2 separate regions of the Mus musculus genome follow, and region 1 is linked to region 2. The links are chromatin contacts, called in public Micro-C maps. All regions are on one chromosome and are shown on one strand. The core of a region is the stretch at or near the end of the contact, and the rest is flanking DNA. Distances in the headings are between cores, read along the strand shown.

Evidence for each region. Hi-C and Micro-C count contacts between places; a contact is called where the count stands out from the background.
Region 1: a Micro-C map of embryonic stem cells shows a contact between it and region 2, with 10 times the contacts expected there. The contact joins the promoter of Rilp here to the promoter of Pfas in region 2. A contact is called at or near these places in 3 of 484 Hi-C or Micro-C datasets (all in embryonic stem cells).

What each region holds. Positions count from the first base shown.
Region 1 is chr11:75,508,569-75,516,234 of GRCm38.p6, reverse strand. Rilp (Rab interacting lysosomal protein) reads right to left here and starts at 6,141. Exons shown (of 8, transcript NM_001029938.2): 1 at 5,863-6,141; 2 at 5,698-5,791; 3 at 5,497-5,603; 4 at 5,228-5,413; 5 at 4,801-4,946; 6 at 4,333-4,455; 7 at 3,801-3,884; 8 at 3,067-3,536. The coding sequence starts at 6,087. The coding sequence ends at 3,392. Prpf8 (pre-mRNA processing factor 8) reads right to left here. Exons shown (of 42, transcript NM_138659.2): 40 at 7,575-7,666; 41 at 7,266-7,468; 42 at 6,788-7,100. The coding sequence ends at 6,946. Scarf1 (scavenger receptor class F, member 1) reads right to left here and starts at 2,694. Exons shown (of 11, transcript NM_001004157.2): 1 at 2,545-2,694; 2 at 2,172-2,230; 3 at 1,825-1,926; 4 at 547-1,069. The coding sequence starts at 2,657.
Region 2 is chr11:69,005,544-69,013,251 of GRCm38.p6, reverse strand. Pfas (phosphoribosylformylglycinamidine synthase (FGAR amidotransferase)) reads left to right here and starts at 4,792. Exons shown (of 28, transcript NM_001159519.1): 1 at 4,792-4,849.

The DNA.
Region 1 (7,666 bases), core at 4,892-7,391, 6.5 Mb before region 2:
GAAACCCTGTCTCGAAAAACCTTAAAAAAAAAAAAAAAGAATATGTGTGTGTTTGTGGGGATATGTACACATGAGTACAGTTACAGGTCAGCAGAGGGCAACAGATGTGGGTCCTGAGAACAACTAAGAACACTACTCAGGCCCTCTGAAAGAGCAGCACAATCAAGTCTTAAGACTTTTTAACATTGATAGGCTAAGAGAAGTAGGCATAAATACTCCGAGATGCATGGGTGTGGTATTTTTTCTTTTATCCTTGCCTTGTATATATTTTTGGAGATTGCCCCTCAGTACTCTTGTCTTCTTTCTTTCTTTCTTTCTTTCTTTCTTTCTTTCTTTCTTTCTTTTTTTTTTTTTTTTTGCTTTTTCGAAACAGGGTTTCTCTATATAGCTCTGGCTGTCCTGGAACTCACTTTGTAGACCAGGCTGGCCTCGAACTCAGAAATCCACCTGCCTCTGCCTCCCGAGTGCTGGGATTAAAGGCGTGTGCCACCACGCCCCGGCTTTGTCGGATTTCTTGCTCACCCCTTACCCTGTTGGGTGGCTCACCTTTCTTTGCACTGTGCCCCATAGTGGCCAGGGTTGCAAGGCAGCTCACAGCGGATTCCATGGAAGCCAGGAGGGCAGGAACAGTGGCCAGAAGTAACGCTGCATTGGCCTCGCACACACTGGCACTTACGACTGCACTCCGGACCCCACCAGCCCGGCAGGCAGACGCAGCGGCCGGAGTCCTGCATGCAGGGCGAGGTGTGGCAGTTGCAACTGAAGCTGCAGCGGCGGCCCCACCAGCCCGGCGGGCATACACAGGTTCCAGTGGCCTGGTCACAGCGTGAGGCTGGGTTGCACTGGCATGGGCGACGACACGTGGGTGACCACCAGCCAGGGTCACAGTGGCACAAGCCTGTCTTTGGGTCGCACTGTCCGTGGGGGCCGCAGGTGCAGGGGAACTCACAGAGCCTGCCCCAGTAGTTAGGCTGGCATTGGCAATCACCCGTGGCCGGTTCGCACTGGCCACGTGGATGACAGGGGCAGGTCTCACGACAGTCGTGGCCCCAGTACTGTCCTGGACAGCCTGTGAGGTTAGGAATGGGAGACAATCGGATTCAGGTCTGGGCACAGGTCCTTGTCCTGACCCTTCCTCAAGGAAGAGGACACAGTCTTGCTCCTCAAGAGCCAAGGACAGACCCTGAGAACATCTGGCAGCCTCTCCTGGGACTCAGCTTATTTCCGGCCCCAGATTCAGATGACAAAACCCTTAGTCTTGGCTTAGCCTCTATTTCACATTCCAGAACACAGAGCTTGAGTTTGGACATCGATGTGCCCAAGCTCACAGGTGGATGGGATGTCATTCATGTCCCCTCCCTCTCTCTGCTAAGGTGTCCCCCTGTCCTTGGCCATTGCTGGCATCTGAATTTTAGGTAGAAGATGGCTACCAGGGTGGCAGGAAGGTACATATAGCCCTTTCCAACCCAGGGATTCTTGGCGCCTGCCACTCAGCCCTTGAGAGCCTGGTTCCAGGCACCTTCTTCTACCTGCCATTCAAGTATGAGGTATAGTTAGTAGAGAACCACAGGTCCACGCCCTCGCATCTATTTGTCTTCACCAAGAAGTTAAAAGTGAAGGTGCCGGATAAGCAGGGCTCTCTGGCTGTAGGTTAAAGCCCAGGGCCATTCCCAGGATCACTTCTCATTTCTGAGCCCATTTTCTAAGCAAAGCTTGGGTAATTTTGGGCCTTACCATTTTATGTTCACATCTTTACAAGCCCTGCCTACTTCCTGCCCCTTACCCAGTTCTGCCCAGAAACGCCACTCAGTCGTTAAAACTCACGGGAGCTGCACTGGGCTCCGAAGAATCCAGGTTTACACCGACAGAGGCCCGGCTTCACGCACACCTCTTCTTTCCTGCAGGCATCAGGCCCCTCACAGATGGCTGAAAAACACCCCACCCGGGCTTGAAAGGACTGGGGGACAAAGAAGTAAGGGACACCCTTGGCCCTCTCACCCATCCCTGGGATTCTGCTCCCTTCAAAGCCATCCTTAGTGCCAGACTAAGGGGTGATGTGCCACAGGATAGACACTGTTTCCAGGGCTCAGGAGGGGAGATAGAGTAGAAAGGTTGTCATTGGGTCACATCCTTCCTTTTCCTTGGCTAAGGGGACTGTCCTGGCTACTCACGGATGGTGCATTCTTGATCTTTCTGCCTCCAGCCGGGACAACACTGGAGCTCAGAGGGGCTGTGGGGTAGAAATGGGGCAGCAGAGCCCCATAGCGTGGGTCACTGATGCTGGCTGAGATGTGGGAGTCTTCCCCAGCTCCACTTAGGAAATCTAGCCCGGTGTCACAGGCCATGAGTCACAGTATCCATGTCCCCAACCCTCCTTTTTCCCTTCCCTGACCTTCCCACCATCTGCGTGACCATCTATCATCTGCCAGGCTGCCTCTCAAAGTCCCTTTCTTGAGGCCCATGACCCTCCCACCCACCTCTTTATTTTCCAAAATACCCAACACTAGTCAGCCACCATACCAGCCGGACTCCCAGAAGACCCACCTGCTGCCTTTACAGACGTGCTGACCAGCAGGGTCTAGCGTGGATCCCTGGGTCCCCTGAGTCCAGAGCAGCAACAGTGAGAACACCAGCTCTAGTCCCATGGCGGCCAGCATGGTAGGAGGGCCTGGTTTGATCTGGTCCCCACAGCTCCCAACCCCCTCCCTGCTTCCTCCCAAGGCTTTTCCTGAGGAAGCCAGGATAGAGGGGCGGGCTGCTACGAGGCACCTCCCCGAGAGGGCAGGCAGCTTAGCACATAGAAACGAAAGGGAAAATAGGGCTGATGGTGAAAACTGAGTGGATTTAGGCAGGAGAGGGCCAAAAGATTGAAGCCACAGGTCCCTGAAACACTAGAGATAGGCAAAGGAATAGGGTGGGGGTAGGAGCCATACCCCCCAAATAAGGAGACGTTCCTTATCCTCAGTGAGGAGCAGAGGAGACCTTCTAAAGAAACATCACCATTGTTCCTGGCAGGGCTGGGACCTAACATGGACCACCGACAGACAGACAGACAGACTGAGAACATTTTAGGGGTATTATGGTTATTTATTGCACTGGTCACCTGCACAAGCCCCAGCGAGGCAGGCAGGCAGGCAGGCAGTCCTCTGTCTCACAATGGGGAAAAGCAGAGCTCAGAGATCCCTTTATGTCTGTAAAGTGTGGTACAGAGATGTCAAGAATGGGAGACAGGCTGACGTTCCACCATAGCTAGTACAGGCGAGGTTTAAGTGGGGAGCCACATCCTCATTTGAGGTCACACATCCACACACAGTTAGCTGGAATCCAGAGTTAAGCCTCCTGCATAGCTGAAGCCCTCAGACCAAGATGTTCATTGAAAGCAGGGGACTAGTCAGGAGTTGGGGGCTGGAGGGCTGTTCACAGGCTGCAGGTGGGGTTGCTGTGGGGTCTCTTCTCCTTTCTGTAGGCTGCTGGAAGCTGGGTTGCTGGTCTCGGCTTCAGGGGCCTCAGTTTCACCCCGATACCATAAGCCAAAGCTGGAAGGGAAGCCAAGAGAGGTGCATTGAGCCGGGGAGGCAGAGATGTCAAGGATGCAGGCCGAGGGTCCAGAAAGGTGAAAAGGGGGTTCTGGAGGAAAGAGGACAGCATAGGTCACAGGGAAATGAAGGCACAGAGGACAGAGAAGCAGGTGGGAAGACAGATCTTAGAACAGCGTGAAAGGCAGTGGAGTGGAAAGAAAGAGTGGAGAAGATCCAGGCAGGCCCCTCCTTCACCTTCCTCCCTCCCCTCCTCCAACATACAAATTCTGGATTCTGGACTCAGGAACTAGGGGAACATCTTCCTTGTCGTTGGAGAGCAGGAGCCACGAGCCATCCTCATCCTCACTAGGATAAAGAAATGAAAGGGCTGTATATCAGGGCCTAAGGGATACTATGAGTCCAGCTTGTGTGGAACCTCCTGAAGGACTTTCAGGAACATCAGGGGAGGATGGAGTGACTACAGAGGCCTCAGGGCTGGAGAGGGGACAGTGAGGGGATCAGGGACTCTTTATAACCAGGCAGACAACAGCCCCTCACAAGACTGCATAGCTTCCTTTAGTAAAGAGATCCAGCCAAGGAAGGAAACATGAGTCTGGAGAAGTAGCATGGACAGTTTCTTCAGCAGGAGGCATAGCAGCCGGGGCAAGCGGGAGCAGTGGATTCCAGAGGAAAGGACGGCAGCTGGAGAGCAGGCTGAGTGAGGTGCCAGGCACAGCTAAGTTGTATCACTGGGCACAGCAGAACTGCAGCAGGCCAAGGGGTTCGTTTGGTGAGCACAGAGGCAGGATCTTACCTGCTCTCTGCTTCTTCAGGTGTCCCTAACATCTTGGCCTTGATCTTCCTCCTCTGTTTCTTGACTGCCACCTTCATGGCTTCAAGCAGAAGCCCAGGAACACGGTGATCTGTGAGCAGCTCTCTAGAGAAGCAGGAAGGGAAGAAAGTGGGAAGGCCAACAGGAGGTGTCAATCAAGTACCTGAGCTCTGCTCACTGTTTCCCCTGGAAACCCGTGAAAGCTCTATACCGCCAACACCTCTGAAATGAGCTTAGATGGCCCCTCCTAAGGATAAGGCTTGCTGCTTCAGTTTGGTGACCCCTGGTGCTGCCCTGTTTGAGTGAGGTTCCAGAAGGGCAAGGACTGTGGAAGTTACTTCTTCCCAGTGCCTGAGCAGGACCCTGGCAATTGTCACTGCTGATCTATAAACGATCCAAAAAATAAGGTGGGGTGACCAGGAACAGGCATCCTGGCTTCCAGTCCCTCACCGCTGGAAGTACGCCAACTCCTCCTTGAGCAAGAACACGTTGGCTTTGAGCTCATTCCGCTCCTGAAGGATTTGCTTAAGCTCTTCCCTGCTGAATCCACACTGGACAGCTTCTGGAAGGTTCCCTGGCTGCTTCTGAGTATCCACCTGTACAAGGTCAGGAATGGTCAGAGAGCAGTCTGTCTTAGCTCTTCCCTAAGTCCCAGCGCTCACAATAATATTATGGGAAGTGTCTGCTGGGAAAACTTAGAGGACAAAGTTGCTGCTACATAGGTGTACATAGCACACAACTGCTGTTGCTACCTTCCAACTTCCTGGGTACCTTCTATACTGCATGGTACATCCATGCCAGGTAAACCCAGGCTGGGTCATCAACTGCTGAATGCTGTGAGCTCTGGGATGTATTTTGACTTCGCTCCGTCTCTTACCGGGTCATCTGAGGTTGCCGCATCAGGTTCCAAGCTCTGTTCTTTAGCCAGCTGGCTGGAGCCATCCTGAGCTATCTGGCGCTCCCTCTCCCGGTCCTGGGCGGCCCTCAACTGGGTCTGCACTGCAGCCAGCTTGTGCCGCAGCTCAGAGTTGATCAGCAGGAGGCGCTGTAGCTGTTCCTGCAGCTAGGGGGTGGAGCGAGAGAGCTAGGGGCGGGGCTCCGAGGGCCGTAGCGGCCCCACCCCACTCCGCCTGGCCCCGCCCTCACCGCTTCGGTCTCTTGGCTTCGGCGCTGCAGATCTCGGTTGTGTGCCCGAAGCTCATCCCGCTGTCTGTCTGTCACCTCCTTGAGCTGTCGGAGCAGCGCGCGCTCCTCTGAGGAAGGGGTGTCTTTAGCACTACCGATCTCTGGGGTACGCAGGCCCCGGCTGCCCCCAGCTCGCTCTGCTCCGGTGGGACCCTCACTCACCCTGCGGCCCGGAGCCTAGCTCCTGGCGGAGGCGTTGGTTCTCCTCGCGCAGCCGCCGCAGCTCCACTTCTGCCTGCTGTGCGGACACCTGCAGCTGGGGGAGCCAGGGGTCTCAGGGTTAGGCCTGCCGGCTCTCAGGGGTAAAAGGAGGAGCCGGTGACTCACCGAGTCCGGAGCCGGCCCCACGGCGGCCTTTTCCAAGAGCTCCAGCGCCCGCACGACTAGTGGCACCAGCCCAGCCGCCGCGTCGGGTCCGAAGCGGCGTGCCAGCCCCTGTAGCTCAGTGCCCAGAGCCCCCGCTAGATGGTACACGAGCTCGGCGGCTGACCCTGCGCCCACTGAAGAAGAGGCCTGACTGGGTAGCCTGGGCGCTGCCCTCCTGGGCTCCATTTTTTCCTCTCTTAAGGTCAAAAGCCACCCACACCCTTAACTGGTGCAGGAAAAAGCTTAACAGTTCCGGCCCAGGAAGTTTAGGGCCATAAGGGGCGGGGTAGAAGCAACCCGGGAGGAACAAATAGGGAAAAAGGCCCTGGAGTGGGAGAGTGCTCTGGGCTCCCTGTGCCCTACAAGGTCACTGGATACAGGTCGGCCAACTTCCAGGCAGGTATCCAAGAGTTGAGGACTAGAGCTGTAAGTGGTCACTTCAGGCAAGCCCTCCCCATAGCGCCTGACCCGGGCTCCACCCCTGGACTTGGCTGCCAAGAGGTGAAAGACTGAAGGTCAGCAAACAGCCTCTACTGGACTGCAGGGACAGTCACTTAAGTATGTTCCCCCACTAGGAACCACACAGTTTACAAAAATGAACGAGACCGGGCACTACAGCTATAGGAGGACCACACAGTCCAAGAAGTGATGTTGAAAATAGGTAGACTCCAAGTACTTTTACAGAGAAACCAGCAAATATGCTCAAAGTAATAAGCCAGCCCCAACTCAGCTCCCTGAGTCTAGGGAGCCTCTAAGCCTCCAGCGGAGAAGGCCTCAAGGCTCTGAAGGCAGGGCCCAGTACCTTGCTGTCAACTGCCCAAGCTAGTCCCCAATCCTCAAACGCCTATGCCCAGAATTTGACCTCATAACAGCAAGAAAACAAAAGCACTATTTATAAAATTTATTACATTTTGTTCAGGATTACAATCTATCAACAACACAAGCACAGAACGCAAAGGGGCTGACTGCTGAATGTCAGCAGCTTGTCTGGGGAGGGCGTTCAAGAGGCTCCAGGCTTTGGGGATCTGAAGCAGAAGGAAGTAACTAGGCATAGAGGTCCTCTCTGTCTGCAGAGTAGACCTCACCCTCCTGCAGAAGGGCGAAGTTGAGGAAGTGGGAGGGCCTGTGGACCTCATGGTAGAATTCCTTGGGGTTTGCCAGCTGCAGCTCGTATTTCATGTTGGGATCATGTCGAACACCTAATGGGAGGGGAAACATCAGAAGTTAATAAGGTTCTGCCTGCCTCACCCAGCCTGGGCCCCTGGACCGTTTCCAAGGCAGCCAGACCTCAAGATGACAAGATGACCAAGCATGCTGGTCACCTGTCTCTACCCCACACTTCCTAGGCACACACAACCACGTACCCATAAAGTTGTAGTTCCAGGAGGACTGGGCGGGGACCATGAAGAAGCCGAGGAATCGGTCAGACAGGAGCATCTGAACCCTCTCGTAGTGCGAGGGTAGGTAGCCTTTGGGGTTGTTGCCTTTGTCTGTGTTCTGCCGGCCCCACTCATACCCACTGGGTGTCAGCTTGTAGGCTGTCAGTGTGCAGGAGCCTGGTGTGAAGCTGGGGTGGGGGGGACAGGGACAGGGTAAGCGCTCAAGCCACCAATCCAGGTCCTGGCCTGCAATGCCTGCTCTATAATATTTCCACCCAAGAGGCCCACACCAACCTGCACGTGATGATAATAGTCTTCTCCCCATCCCAAGATGGGTTGTCAGCCATGATTTTGGCATGAGTGGTGACATCTTGGGGTGATAGCTG
Region 2 (7,708 bases), core at 3,543-6,042:
GAGTCAAGAGCTCCGGGGTACTGGTTAGTTCATAATGTTGTTCCACCTATAGGGTTGCAGATCCCTTTAGCTCCTTGGGTACTTTCTCTAGCTCCTCCATTGGGAGCCCTGTGATCCATCCATTAGCTGACTGTGAGCATCCACTTCTGTGTTTGCTAGGCCCTGGCATAGTCTCACAAGAGACAGCTACATCTGGGTCCTTTCAACAAAATCTTGCTAGTGTATGCAATGGTGTCAGCGTTTGGAAGCTGATTATGGGGTGGATCCCTGGATATGGCAGTCTCTAGATGGTCCATCCTTTCGTCTCAGCTCCAAACTTTGTCTCTGTAACTCCTTCCATGGGTGTTCTGTTCCCAATTCTAAGGAGGGGCATAATGTCCACACTTCAGTCTTCATTCTTCTTGAGTTTCATGTGTTTATCAGCCTCCTTTATTAAAACAACTATCAAAATTAATCATTCCTTTTGCTTTCAGCATTTCCCTGTCACTGGTAGAACCTCTTCATTTATCCTGCCTATGACTTTTAGGGTCTGAGAACTGCTGCAGAAACCACTCAGACCCCGATCTCAGTTAAATAGAGCTGGTTTATTGAAAGCACAGACCAAGATAGATTGATCAAACTCAGCTACAACCTTGACAATGTTTCAGAGCAGCTTCGGAGGAGGAGCTGATAACATAAATCTGGTTCCCTAATTGGTTCTTGATTTGGTCAATAAAGAAGGCAGAAGCCAATTGCTGGGCGAAGGGTAAAGGTGGGACTTCCGGTTCCCAGGAGGAGGAGCCGACCGGAGAGAGATGGAGCTTCTGGCCAGACTTCGGAACAAGAAGGACACAACAACCTTGTAAGGTCTTGTAGAGGCGATAACTGGCAGCCTCTGCCACTGGCGGATAGCTGATATAAGCTAGCAGATAAGGTTAGGGCAGGAGATTCTTTGCCCACCGATTGTGTTCTCTGGCCAGTTTTAAGATAATAAAACAGTCTATGTTTTTCTTCCTTGGAGAAAAGCTGGACAGAGAAAGAGGGAAGCCACCTGACAGCTTGGTGAAGCTAAGCTTCGAGGGGCTAGCGGGAATGATCACGATGCCGAGGAAGGCACTAAGCCAGGAGCGCTGGCAGAGCCCTCGGGAAGGCAATAGCGTGTTTTATAAAATTACACGCAACACAACTTATATGCGAAAATAAAACACAACGAGCTCATAAGCAGGTGCAGGGAGGACTGCAGGGTGGCATGCCTTTCTCCAAGGTTTTTTTTTTGTTTTGTTTTGTTTTTTTTAAACTCATTTAGACACAACAGTTCAGGCTGACCTCTGTTTTGATGGATCCTGAGTGAAGGCTACAGTTGGGGAACAACAACAACAACTACTACTACTACTTACTACTTCTACTACTTCTACTACTACTACTACTACTACTACTACTACTACTAGCAGCAGCAACTACTACTACTTACTACTTCTACTACTACTACTAGCAGCAGCAACTACTACTACTTACTACTTCTACTACTACTACTAGCAGCAACTACTACTACTTACTACTACTACTACTACTACTAGCAGCAGCAGCAGCAGCAGGCTGGCTAGAGAGATGGCTCAGCGGTTAAGAGCACTTAGCTGCTCTTCCAGAGGTTCCGAGTTCAACCTACTTGGTGGCTCACAACCATCTGTAATGGCATCTGATGCCCTCTTCTGGTGTGTCTGAAGAGAGCAACAATGTACTCATATACATTAAATAAATAAATCTTTTAATAATAATAATAAGCCTCAGAATATATGACCAACTTGATCTTGCTCTGAGCCAAACTATTTTTCTATGTCTATAGTCAAGCTGTTTTTATGTCAGCAATATGGGATGGCTGGCAGGCATGAAACAAAGGGGTTACAGCTAAGCTAACGGTTTCATCAATGATCATGTGCCCTAGAGCCTGGGATTTACCTTTGAGAATTCGTAGATAGAAACGATGGGTTTGGACTGGGTCTTCTCCTACCATCCTGTTAGTATGGTTTAAATGTCGGGTTTCTTTAACGTTGGTGGAACAGGTCAGAAGCGGCATGCATAGAAACAAAGCTCCAAGCTGCTGTCTGAAGCATCATTCAGAGTTCCTTTACCCTTTAAGGACCTTCACTCAGATAAGACTGGTCCCGTGCTTTAACTCAAAAGAATCTCGGAGTGAGCCAATAGTGAACCAGAGCCGGCTCTTGTGCTTGTTTCCCTTTGTTTTTTAAGATTTCATTTTGGTATTGGAGAAATACCTGAACAGTTAAGAGCACAACAGAAAACCCAGGTCAGTTCTCAGCACCCTCATCCAGTGGCTCACAAGTGTGTGTAACTCCAGCTCCTGACCTGGGAGAATTGAGAACGCCTGCCTCCCTGTGTGGTGCACAAGCTCCCACATGGGTGGATGGTCCTGCACCATCTTTCCACATGTTTACAATTTTTTTATTTTTTTATTTTTGGTTTTTCCAGACAGGGTTTCTCTGCGTAGCCCTGATTGTCCTGGAACTCACTCTGTAAACCAGGCTGGCCTCGAACTCAGAAATCCGCCTGCCTCTACCTCCCAAGTGCTGGGATTAAAGGCATGCGCCACCACTGCCCGGCATGGTTACAATTTTTTATTTTGTCGTTATAGTTCCTTTTCCATTTGGTAAAATCTAGTCATTTTACCTTGGGACAAAACCTCCCCCTCCCCCCACCCTGTTTTTAAAATTTTATTCATTTTGTTTCTTGTTTTAGAGTGGGGCTTCATGTAGTCCAGGTTTACCTTATGCTATGTAGCCAAAAATGACCTTGAATTTCTGATCCTCATGCCTCTACTTCCCAAGTGTGATTACAGGAGTGAAGCACCATGCTTTGGCAACATTTTATCACATAAAAATTCTTCCTAATTAAAAAAAAAAAAAAAAAAGCCAGGCAGCCACGGCTACACAGAGAAAACCTGTCTTGAAAAAAAATAATAATAGGGGCTGGAGAGGTGGCTCAGCAGTTCGGAGCACTGACTGCTCTTCCAGAGGTCCTGAGTTCAAATCCCAGCAACCACATGGTGGCTCACAATCACCTGAAATGAGATCTGTCTGAATATATGAAGTAAATAAATAATAATAAAATAAATAATAAAATAATAATACATAAAATAATAATAAATAACTAAATAATAATAAAATAAATAATAAAATAATAATACATAAAATAATAATAAATAACTAAATAATAATAATAAATAAAAAATAGAGCTGGAGAGATGGCTCAGTGATTCAGAGCACTGACTACTATCCCGAAGGTCCTGAGTTCAAATCCCAGCAAGTACAAGGTGGCTCACAACCACGGGTAATGAGATCTGACACCCTCTTCTGGAGTGTGTGCAGACACCTACAGTGTACTAACATATAATAAATAAATAAGTAAATCTTTAAAATACATATATGTATATGCACACATACTCTCATATCCATATATGCCACATATAGTCTCATAGCCTTTCTATGTATATAGAGATGAAGTCTTTACTTTCAGAAGACAGAGCAATATAAATAAATTTACCAGCTTAATAAAGAAAGGAGCTGCTGGAGAGATGGCTCAGCTGTTAAGAGCACTGACTGCTCTTCCAGAGGTCCTGAGTTCAATTCCCAGCACTCACATGGTGGCTCACAATCGTCTGTTATGAGATTTGATGCTCTCTTCTGGTGTGTCTGAAGAGAACAACACTGTACTCACATAAAATAAATAAATCTTGAATAAATAAAAGGAACCTAAATTTCATTTCCAAAATCTATTTAAACATTGTCTCTTGTTTCTTGCTGTTGCAGGTCTTAGGCTGGCTGTATTGTATTGCATAGGGTCTTTTAAAAGGCTGTTTTGTGAAGGGGGCAGTGGTTGCCCAGGCCTGTAATCCCAGTCTTGAGTCTCGGTGAGTTGGAGGCCATCCTGGTCTACAGGGCTAGTTCTGGGGCAGCCAAAGCTACACAAAGAATTTTCTTTCTTTTGTTTGTTTTGTTTTAAAAAGGGTTTTGGGGTACTTTGCCTAGATTTTACATTAGTCTGAGAATCTCAGACTGTTACATTCTATTAAGGTCAAAGTAACAGAAGTTCTAAATTAAATGACCTTGGAAAACCAATTTATCTTGCATAAACAAAGAAGGCAGAAGGGAGAAAAATACAGAGAGCCAAAACAGTTTTACACGTTAACTTTTTAAATGTAATTTAGGCTAGTGTACTGGATGGTTTTGTGTGTCAACTTGACAACAAGTTAAGAGTCACCTCCAGCCGTAAGGCACTTTCAGTGATCAATAAAATAACATTTTCTCAAGTGATATTTCAAATTCGAGGCGTCTTCTCTTTTTTGAATTTTGTTTTGTCTTTTTTTTTTTTTTAAGATTTATTTATTGTTATATGTAAGTACACTGTAGCTGTCTTCAGACACACCAGAAGAGGGCATCAGATCTCATTGCGGATGGTTGTGAGCCACCATGTGGTTGCTTGAACTCAGGACCTTTGGAAGAGCAGTCAGTGCTCTTACCTGCTGAGCCCTCACCAGCCCCTGTTTTGTCTTTTTGACAGAGGGTTTCTCTGTACATCCTTGGCTGGCCTCGAACTTGCTATGTGGACCAGACTAGTCTAGAATTCAAAGATACTCCTGTCTGCTCTGGCCTCCCAGTGCTGGGATTACAGGCTTGGACTTCTAAAAGAGATTCAGGTTTGTCACTCAAACAGCCCCAACCCACCGCGGGGAGCCTTGGCACCGCCCACAGCCGGCCCGCGCGAATCGCTTCTCCGGCGGTGGCGCTCTCTGATGACGTACAACGAGCGCGCGCCAAGGACTCGTGGGTCTCTGGCGCAAACTGGCGGGCTTCAGGTGAGTACAACCTACGCGTCCTTCCCTGAGTTCGCTTCCTGATGCGGTTCCATTGCTCACACATTCAAACCGAATCCAGGCCGCGTCGTTTTCCCCATTAGGGCGGGTTGGGTCCATCTGGATCCACATGCCTTGGGTAGAGCATCTGTTGGAGCGCGTGTTCTGCAGGCACTCGGTGTAGGTGGACGACCAGACTGAAATAGCCTCATCTCATGGTCTCATTCATCCATCCCTGAAATAGCCTCATCTCATGGTCTCATTCATCCATCCATTCATTCATTCATTCATTCATCCAACCATTCATTCATCAGAAAAATGTGAAGACCACCTGCTTTGTATCAGGCACCATACTAGTCGTTGGGAATACAGTGCCGAAATAAAACCCGGTTCCGATATTTCTGAAACTTACATTTCGCTGGGAATGATAGACGAAATAACTGCAGAGGGCTGCAGATGTAGCTCAGGGTCCTGGGTTCGAGTCTTACAACCTCATAAATCAGGTGTTGTGAAGAACACGAGAAATTACAGCACTCGAGGTTTTGGGAGTAGAAGGACTAGAAATTACCCTCAGTTATATAGCTATTTAGAGGTCAGCCTGAGCTAAATGAGACCCTGGGTGTTTCTCTGTGTAACCCTGGATGTCCTGGCCAGCCTTTAACTCAGAGAGATTCACCTGCCTCTGCCTCCTGGGATTAAAGGCATGTGCCACCTTTGCTTTTTTTTTTTTTTTAAAGGAGGACTGTATGGAGGCAGGGAACTGAGGTGTGATGGGAATAAAGGGTCTGTTCATTTAACAACTCGTGTGGTTGGTTGGTTGATTTTGTTTTTTTGAAACGGTCTCATTTTACAGCCCTGATTGACTTGCAACTCTATGTAAATCCTGAAATCCTGAGATTCACCTTCCTTTGCTGGGATTCAGAGCCCGTACCACCATGCCTAGCAGAGGCAAGTGTTTATTCATTAAGCCACCTCACCAGTGTAGAAGTCATGGTCTTTTCACTGTCTGTGGCAAATAGGATGTGGTTGTGCAGTAGTGGAATCAGACCATTGAAGAATTCGGTGCAATTGGGTGTGGTGATGCATGCCCCTAGGTAGGCTCCACATTAGAAGGCAGTGGCAAGAAGACTGATTTCCAGACCAGCCTGGGCTATATGATAACCTGACCTTTTCCTCATAAAACAACAGCAACAGAGAAAACAATACGCTGATCAGTCCAAATGAATGATAGTGGTGCCGTGGACTCAGGAGGTGATAGACCTGAAAAGGCAAGAGATTTAATGTATGTGTGGAAGTAGAGTTGTTATATGGAGAGTGATTATATGGAGAGATTGAGGGAAAAGAGTAGTTAAGGTTGGCGTCAGTCTTACTTTTTCTAGTTCTGTGGATTGAACGTCAGGCCTTGCACGTGCTAGGCAAGTGCTTTGTCACTGAATCCTATGCCTGTGCAAACAGTTGCAACTGTTTGGATGGAGTAGTGTTCCCTATAATAGAGAAGAGCAGAGGCATAGCCAATCTGCCTGACTGGGGGCACCAGCCATACTACAGTTACTGCCTACCTTCCAGCTCCCTTCCCATGAACTCTTCCTCTCAAAAGAACAAAAAGGGAAGAAGAAAGAGAAGTCTCTCAATAAGTCTAGGCTGTGGGGGCTGGAGAGATGGTTCAGTGGTTAAGAGCACTGACTGCTCTTCCAGAAGTCCTGAGTTCAATTCCCAGCAACCACATGGTGGCTCACAGCCATCTGTAATGAGATCAGATACCTTCTTCTGGGGTGTCTGAAGACAGCTACAGTGTACTCACATAAAAAATATATAAATACATCTTTAAAAAAAATAATAAGTCTTGGCTGGTCTCAAACTCACTGTGTAGCTGGGAATGGCATTGAGCTTAGGATCCCCCTGCCTCCACGTTCCATGTTCTGGGATTACAGGCATATGTGCCACTTTGCCCAGTTTATATGGTCCTGGGAATCAAACCAGCCCGGGGCTTCATGGATACTGGACAAATATTTTGCGTTAAATATTCAGCCCTTGTTGGCTATATTTATGACACCCTTATATGTAGGTGGGATGGTATTTAAATATACCAATCTGGAGTTTTAGAGATTCACTGTTGGGAAAAGTTATAGAATATTTTTGGCAAACATTAGTTTGAATGCTATCAAATTATTTTAAATTAACAGATGAATGTGGCGATTTCATTGGTTGGTTTTACTACGTAGACTTTAAAGCACAGGACTAGCTGAAACCACTTACTACAAAGGGAGAGAAATAAGGACAGAACCCTGGATACCTAACAGTTAGAAGCTGGGTAAGCTCGGATGACTCGGGATCAGCCAGGGAAAGACCTTCAGGAGGATGATGGTGTGCTTAGAGCCACGAGAGGAGGGTGAAGACGTAGAAAATTAATTGAATCTCGTGCTGCTGAGAGGGCTTATAAGAACAGTTAAGTAGCCTCTGGATTGACAGCTGCACAATACTGGTCTTGGATGGGATACCAAAAGAATTCAGTTTTGTTTTAAAAGTTTTTTATCAGGCCCATCACCTTAGCACACTAAGTATTCGCCTGTATCTGAGCTTCCCAAACACTTGAAGACAGAGAACAATCTGTGAAAGTTAGCTTTCTTCTTTCCATTAAGTGGGTTCTGGGAATCAAACTCAGATCACTAAGTTTGGTGGCAAGTGTCTACCTGCTGAACCATCCCACTGGCCTGTGGAGTAATTTGTGTGTGTGTGTGTGTGTGTGTGTGTGTGTGTGTGTGTGTGTGTACATACTGTGTAGCCTTGGCTGGTCTGGAGCTCACTGAATTGACCAGGCTTGCCTTGAATTCACAGAGATCCTCCTGCCTCTGCCTCCAGAGT